Regions from separate parts of the Mus musculus genome. Here region 2 is linked to region 1. The links are chromatin contacts, called in public HiCAR-type maps. All regions are on one chromosome and are shown on one strand. Each heading gives the region's core, a stretch centred on a gene start, on an enhancer-like site or on the middle of the called end of the contact. The rest is flanking DNA. Distances are from core to core; before and after follow the strand shown.

Region 1 (3,515 bases), core at 789-3,288:
CCACCACCACCACCACCTCAGTCTCCTTCAGTGTCTGCCTACCCTCCATCATCTTCAGTTTTTCCTGCAACCTTTGATCTCAAGCTGTCCTCTGAAGTCTGTGTCTGTCCGACCTGACAGATGAGGCTAAGCCTGGCCCTCTTGCAAGCTGGCCTGTGCCAGAGTTGTCTAGGCAATGTTTGTTGCTTTTTAATGATAAGTATAACTTCTGGGGAGTGCTAATTTTAAAAACTTTTTAAAGGTCAATGCCATACTTCTGTTGAGCCAGCTCACCTGGAGATTGGCTTTAGTGATGGGATTCTCTGCTTTGGCTCTGCTATGCTGTTCTCAAGCCCACACACTGGACCTTCTTGGTCCAGTTGTCCATGTTTCCATAGTTGACCAAATTGTTTACCCTAATTCCCCCACAGTTAAGAAAATTCTGTGACATTGTCAAGAAAGCCATTGTCCATTTAAAAGGTCATTCATCTTTTTAAAGGTCTCGTTCATCTCATTCATCTTTTTCTCTCATTCATCTTCCATTGGTATTTTCTGCCTGTGTTCACTGTCTGCGCAACAGCGTGGCTGTTCAGCGCTCTCCATATGGACCTTTGATCCCTCCCAGATTGCAGATTTCTGGAGACCAAAGCCAGAGAGCTTGGTACCACTCCTGAGGTGAAGGGCAGAACGGGCGCAGCCTGTCTGAGGACTCTCGAGAGGGTTCTGCCAAGCACATGGCTCTCTACTTTTCTCCTCTGTTATTTCCAGAAAGTCTCACAAACTCCTTCCATCTCAATTCGGGCCTTCTTCAACAAGCAGAGACAGATTTAAGGTGAGGGACTTCTCCGGCTGGCCCTGCAGCCGGGGTCTGAAAGTGACGTGTCAGGCAGGGGTTGGGGCGTGGTTGGCCTCCACCCTCGGCTGGAAAAGGACATTTTTTTTTTTCAAGGAGAAGGTCTTGTCTCTGTGTCTACCTCATCGCAATCCTCTTTGTCTGGTTTCTTCCTCCTACCCAGTCTCCTTTGCCTGCCTTCCCCTTTCCCTGACTGACTTCCAGGCTACCCCTCCCCCAGCCTGTCTTCGTGCCTTCCTCCTTACACTCGCCTGATCCTCTGTGCGTCTGGTCGGTTTCTGTTCCCTCTTGTTCTTTTTCTTTCACTTTCCGCCGCCCACCCGTCATTTTTAACAGTGTCATCATGACTTACAGTGTGGGAACATGGAACTCAGCGTCTCCCACATTACACAGCCATCTCCGGATTCCATGTGACCAGCACTCTTGCCCTTCGCTATGAGGGCAGAATTGATGCCCCACCACTTCCCAGCTGCCAAGGCCCAACTCTCTCTGAGTCTCTGCTTCCTGCTCACTGCAGAGGAGGGCAAGGCTAGAGCGGGAGGATGGGGCAGCTGCTCGTACAACTGCGAGCGGAGGTTTCTAGTACTGACATATATGACTATCTTCATAATCGACAGAGCTCAGCTGAAACATCCAAGTCAAACGAATAGCAGGGTCTCAGTCATACACAGAAAGCACTCTTCCCTTTTTCTTCCCTCAGCCCCACACATGCAGGCTTGTGCAATCAGTTCTTATATAAAGATCTGCTTGAAGTCAGGCCTGGGGTTTCTCGGAGGCATTATACCCCCCTTTCAAAGGTCAGGGTTCACTCAGAGCAGCTAGAGTAACCTGGATGTTAAGAGTTGGGAGGGGAGGCACCTCGAGGTTTCCGGGAATAGGACCTTCTTAGACTCTGTTTCACAATGCAAAGAATGGTTTGTATGTCTCACATGCAAACCAGATTTGTTGATCTGAGTGGCAATGTCCCTTTGCAACTGTGACCAAGGATGGAAATTAAGCCTGTCTCTGTCTCAGAGGCTGGGCTTCTGCCAAGCACTCCGTTTACTGCTGGTTTGCTACCTTAACCCTTGGCAGCAGCCCGGGGCTCTGCTTGCAGCCAGCACCCAGCCAACACAGTGAAAGTGATCTTTGCATTGAGCTGTCTGCCTACAGGTCTCTACAGGCATCTCCTGCCCTGGCCTGTCTGCAGAGCCAGAGAGGCTGGCTGACAGGAAAGTGAGCCAAGGCTCCTGGCAACGTTCCAAGTCCCAGAAAGGAACTGCACCTAATCCAGCATCCTCTTCCTTTTTTTTTTTTTTTTTTTTTTTTTTCAGGTGCAAGTGGTTAAAATTCACAGTCATGGTTCCACTGAGTGGAGAAGCTTCACTCCCAACACAGCAGGGCCGGTCCGGCGCTGGGGCCCAGTTAAAGGTGATTAAGCTGTTTAGAACAGAACGGATGCTCAAAAAAGGGGCCTCCAGCCACGTTCCTCTCTGTTCTGCTGTAGGATGCTGGACACAAAGGCCCTCGGCAGCTGCCACCCCTCAGTCTCGAACTTGCCTAGAACCCTGAGCAGAGACATAGTCGGTTCACTATCCGGTACCGACCGGTTCTGGTATTCTGTGACAGTGGTAAGCGAAACGAAGCCACCTCCCATGGGCGCACCCTCCCACGACACCTGCAAGAGAGCAGCCACAAAGCATGAGGCTGCTGGTCCGTAAAGACCTCGAAGTGGCCTCAGAGGCCCAGTTCGGGTACTGAGAAAGTATTGATGTTTATGGACTATGCAAAGATGGTCTGAAGAAAAGGGAAAATACAGCAGAGATCTTCCTACATAGGAATGCAGTTTCAAAACACAATTTGAAAAGAACTATTTCTAGGGGCTGAAGAGGTGGCTCAGCAGTTAAGAACACTGGGAGCAACTCCAGAAGACCCAGGTTCAATTCTCAGTGCCCACATGGCAGCTCACAACTGTTTATAACTCCAGGTCCAGGAGATCAAACACCCTTCCAAATACATAATGTAGGCAAAACACCAATGCACATAAAATTGAAAGAAAGAAAGAAAGAAAGAAAGAAAGAAGGAAAGAGAGAGAGAGAGAGAGAAAGAGAAAGAAAGAGAGAAAGAGAAAGAGAGAAAGAGAGAAAGAAGAAAATAAATCCGGGTAACGGTGGCACATGCCCTTAATCCCAGCACTCGGGAGGTAGAGGCAGGGGAATCTCTGTAAATTTCAGAATAGCCAGAGCTGCACAGAGAAACCCTGACTCAAAAAAAAAAAAAAAAAAAAAAAAAAAAAAGAAAGAAAAAAAAAAGAAAAAGAAAAGAAAAAGGAAAAGGAAAAGGAAGGAAGGGAGGAGGAAGCGGAGGGGAACTAGTTCTATAAAACCGTAGCTTTCATCCGTATTCACTAAAGGGCAGCAGTCTACCACTCCAGGCTGCCTTATATCAGAACTAAATGTGTAATGCTGCCCAGGCTGAGTACTCACCTTAGGGTCCTTTTAACTGGTTTTGAAAGTTTCAAAGCTGAACTTCCTAAGGGCTTTGCCCTAGACCTATCGATACACATGGAAATGTAAGGGGGAAAAATCCTTTAACCTCCATATATATACACATACATACATATTAATCTGAAAAAAAAAGGAGAAATTGAGATGTAATAGTAGAGGCAGGACTAGCAGTAACTGACTAATACTTACTATGCTCA
Region 2 (3,376 bases), core at 65-2,564, 490 kb after region 1:
TAAAATAAAATACACAAATACAAGCATTCTTCTATGGGCTTTATAAAGAGTTCAAAAAATCAGAGCTGGGGGCCAGGAGACCAGAGCAGAAAATCTTATTTTTAATTCAAGTGTGTTACTTGCATTCTTTCTATAATTTATACTTTAAAAAGTTAATCTTAGAAACTGAACAAGGTATCTTTGTAATACCTTGTATGCTGTTTAATGGAATAACAATTTTTGTATATCAAGATTTAATTCTTATAAAACAGCAGATAGATAGATAGATAGATAGATGATAGATAGATAGATAGATAGATAGATAGATAGATAGATAGATAGACAGATAATTTGTGTGTGGTGGAGAGCTGAACTGAATAAAATGAATTTGGGTTTTTAGATTTTTTTAATGTATATGGGAGATTTGCTTGCATGTATGTATGTGTGTCTAAGCACCATGTGCATTTAGTAACCTCAGAAGCCAGAAGTGGATGCTGGGTCCCCCAGAACTGGCTTTATAGTTGGTTGGCAGCCATTACATGGGTCCTGGGGGTTGAATACAGGTCCTCTGGGAGAGTATTAGTGCTCTTAACAACTAAGCCATTTTTTCAGCCCATAAGAAATGAGTTTATATCAAAAGTCACCCCAAGAGTTATGATCAGTCCTGTGTACAGTCACACATCCCTGTAGCATTAGGTCTTTTTTTTAAGTAAATATGAATTGATAATCAGAAAAAATAAATAAAAATATTGTGGTGTGCTTTATGTATAGCAAACAACCCCAGTTAATTCTCCATCACGTAAGTGATTTAAAACTTTGTATGAAAATTAGCAAAAGCGTGTAAATGTTGTTCACACAGAAGCACAAGTATTCTACCCAGTCCTAGTTTTTCCAAATGCCCCAAATTCTCCTTTTCCCTTTAAAATTCTACAATAGGGAGAATTTCACTGCTTGTTTGGAGCCAGCATTACCACGGGGGCAGGGCATGGGACAGAGGCTTGGGGACACAGTCTGGCAATGAATCATGGGTCTTCTCTACACCTCCTTTGACAAGAATAGCTTGGCAGACAAGCAAAAGGAGTTTTCTATCTCTGACCCTTCAGTTTGACCCTTGGTGTCTCTGGAGCCCTATTCAGATATAACAAAGTAGCTTTGGTTCCCTTAGACTCCCAGAACACTCATTAGGAGTTTTCCATTTCTAATTGGCCCGAATCTGGGTCTCAGACCCGCATACAGCAGCAAGCCTTGCTGGGGAGGAGATTGCCTTGGCAGGCTTCGCTGTACATCCCACCCAGATTCCTAAGTACAGACCAAGGGGAGATTGCATCAGATTTGCCAAGGCAGACCAATTAGACATCCTGCAATCCTCTTGGTGACACTGTGCATGTGAAAGCCTTGGTTGTACTGTATCCCATTGCTAAATTTGGAGATAGTCTAAAAAGAAGGGAAGAAAAGCAAGACCAATCCAAGAATAGAGGAAACTTGCCTGGGCCAGTCAGTCTTCACATATTTGCAATGCCAAAAGAAGACAGGTTGTTCCAAGCCCAGCTGGTTGCAACAGAATCCTTGTTTCCCTGAAGTTACCCTGGAGAAGGAAGTGCCTTCTAGGTGCTTGGAGCTGATGTCTGCCAAGCCCACACATGACGTGAGCTGACAATAAGCCGTAATTAGTACTCAGAATACCAAGTTAGTTATCCAGCAGCAGTTAGATTACCCTGTGAGTGCATCTAACAAGCATACAGACTCTACTGAGCCCACAAGAGGGACAAGTATCAACAGAATTATTAATAATACTGAGGCCACTGTTGATGTTATTAATGAGATACCTTGTACATATGCATCAGATGGACCTTTAGTTCTTGTTGGAAAATTGGACTTAGTATATACTAAGATTTCAAAATCTTAATGGCTTTAATCTTAATAAATAACAATATTATCCATTTAGACCATTTAAAAAGAAGTCATGCACTCCTTTGCCCAGGCAAAAATAGAAACAAACCAAAAACCTACCACCAATAAAAACTTAGCTAAGCATTTTGGTTTTTTAAAAAACTAATCCTTCCCAGAGTCTTTTCAATTCTTTTGTTTAGAGTTTTTCCACCCCTTCTGGACATGAAAGCCACAATCTAAGTAATACCCACTTAAGGGTTTTCACAAATTGACACTTCCCCTGATGTTCTGTTGACAGCTAATACCTCAAAAAAGGTGGGAAGAGGCACAGACAAGGACGAGATACACCTGGCAGGTATATCACTGATATAATCTAAAAATGCTTTCAGAAGATGTGGAAGCACACGTTGTCCCAAAAAGAAGGCATGCAGAAGTGCACACAGCAGAAACCACCCAGTGGGTTAGTACAGATGCCAGCTACTAGATTGCCTTCTCATCTGTCCTTCATGAGGGCATGCCCTTAACAGAGGACATATGCCCTGAAACTGAGTTCACATTCCAGAACGCAGGGTTCACTTCTGATTTAATCTCCAAAAAAAAAAAAAAACCATTGAGGAGACTATAAAAACCGGGGGGGGGGGGAGGGAGGGGGAGAGAAAGAGAGAGAGCATGAATATAAGAAAAAGAAATTAAAATTTTATAAGGAAGCAAGATACAGAAGTATACAGAATTATTGCGATGTTTTAGGTCTGGTTATATGGCTGTATGTGCATGTATTTCGTGTTAACAACCACATATTTAAAGAATTCAAATTCTATCAATATTACTTTTCTGCACAGGATTCTTCAAAATAACCTTTCTGCATTGTTCTGGTTTGTCTTCTAACACCCAGAATCCCTACCAAGCAATGTTGAGGGCTCATTTGTACTTCTGTCACACTTTGACCATATCCTGAAAATGAAGACGAAACAAGGAAATGGGAAGAAACAATTTTAAAGTGAGATCTTTGAAAAAAAAAAGATGCTATTATTCAACACATGACTCAAAGGAAGTCATTACCCAGGTAGAACACACAGACACACACACATATACACACACACGGGTGAAAGCGAATTGTTAATAAGTCTGTTCATCTTCTAACAAGAAATGAGTCATCCATCAGTTCCTGTGCCATACACATCATAAGATACGAGTTAGAACTCGTATTTATCTTTCAGGAGCAACAATGAAAGCCCCTCAGGTCTCACTTTACCTCAGCCGTCCTCTGAGTCTCCTAACAGGCTGAACTAGATCTTCTATTCAAATGAGCCAGATGTGAGAAACTTCGACAGATAAGGAACAACCACCATTTATTTTTTTTCTTTGCACAAATAATAGCTATAACTGTTCCTCTTACCTAAAACCCTTTCCTTTTTCCCTTTCACCATGAGCATGTAATGAATGATAGACAGACAGAATGATAGATGATTGATTGATTGATGAATATTGATTCATAAAGAAAACTTTG

The links. HiCAR-type assays count read pairs that join an accessible place to other places.
Region 2: a contact with region 1 is called in a HiCAR-type map of astrocytes, with 2.6 times the contacts expected there. The contact joins two enhancer-like sites. A contact is called at or near these places in 1 of 484 Hi-C or Micro-C datasets (bone marrow-derived macrophages) and 3 of 115 datasets of contacts at active chromatin or transcription factors (astrocytes, bone marrow-derived macrophages and large pre-B cells).

What each region holds. Positions count from the first base shown.
Region 1 is chr10:44,379,598-44,383,112 of GRCm38.p6, forward strand. No RefSeq gene overlaps it. Among named protein-coding and RNA genes, the nearest start is that of Mir1929, 22 kb to the left of the region's middle. Within about 2 kb of position 2,039, at least 189 of the 459 cell types and tissues checked have an H3K27ac peak or open chromatin away from gene starts, as enhancers often do. A contact at or near this core is called in astrocytes, where this site is marked.
Region 2 is chr10:44,872,602-44,875,977 of GRCm38.p6, forward strand. No RefSeq gene overlaps it. Among named protein-coding and RNA genes, the nearest start is that of Gm40638, 69 kb to the right of the region's middle. Within about 2 kb of position 1,315, at least 18 of the 459 cell types and tissues checked have an H3K27ac peak or open chromatin away from gene starts, as enhancers often do. A contact at or near this core is called in astrocytes, where this site is marked.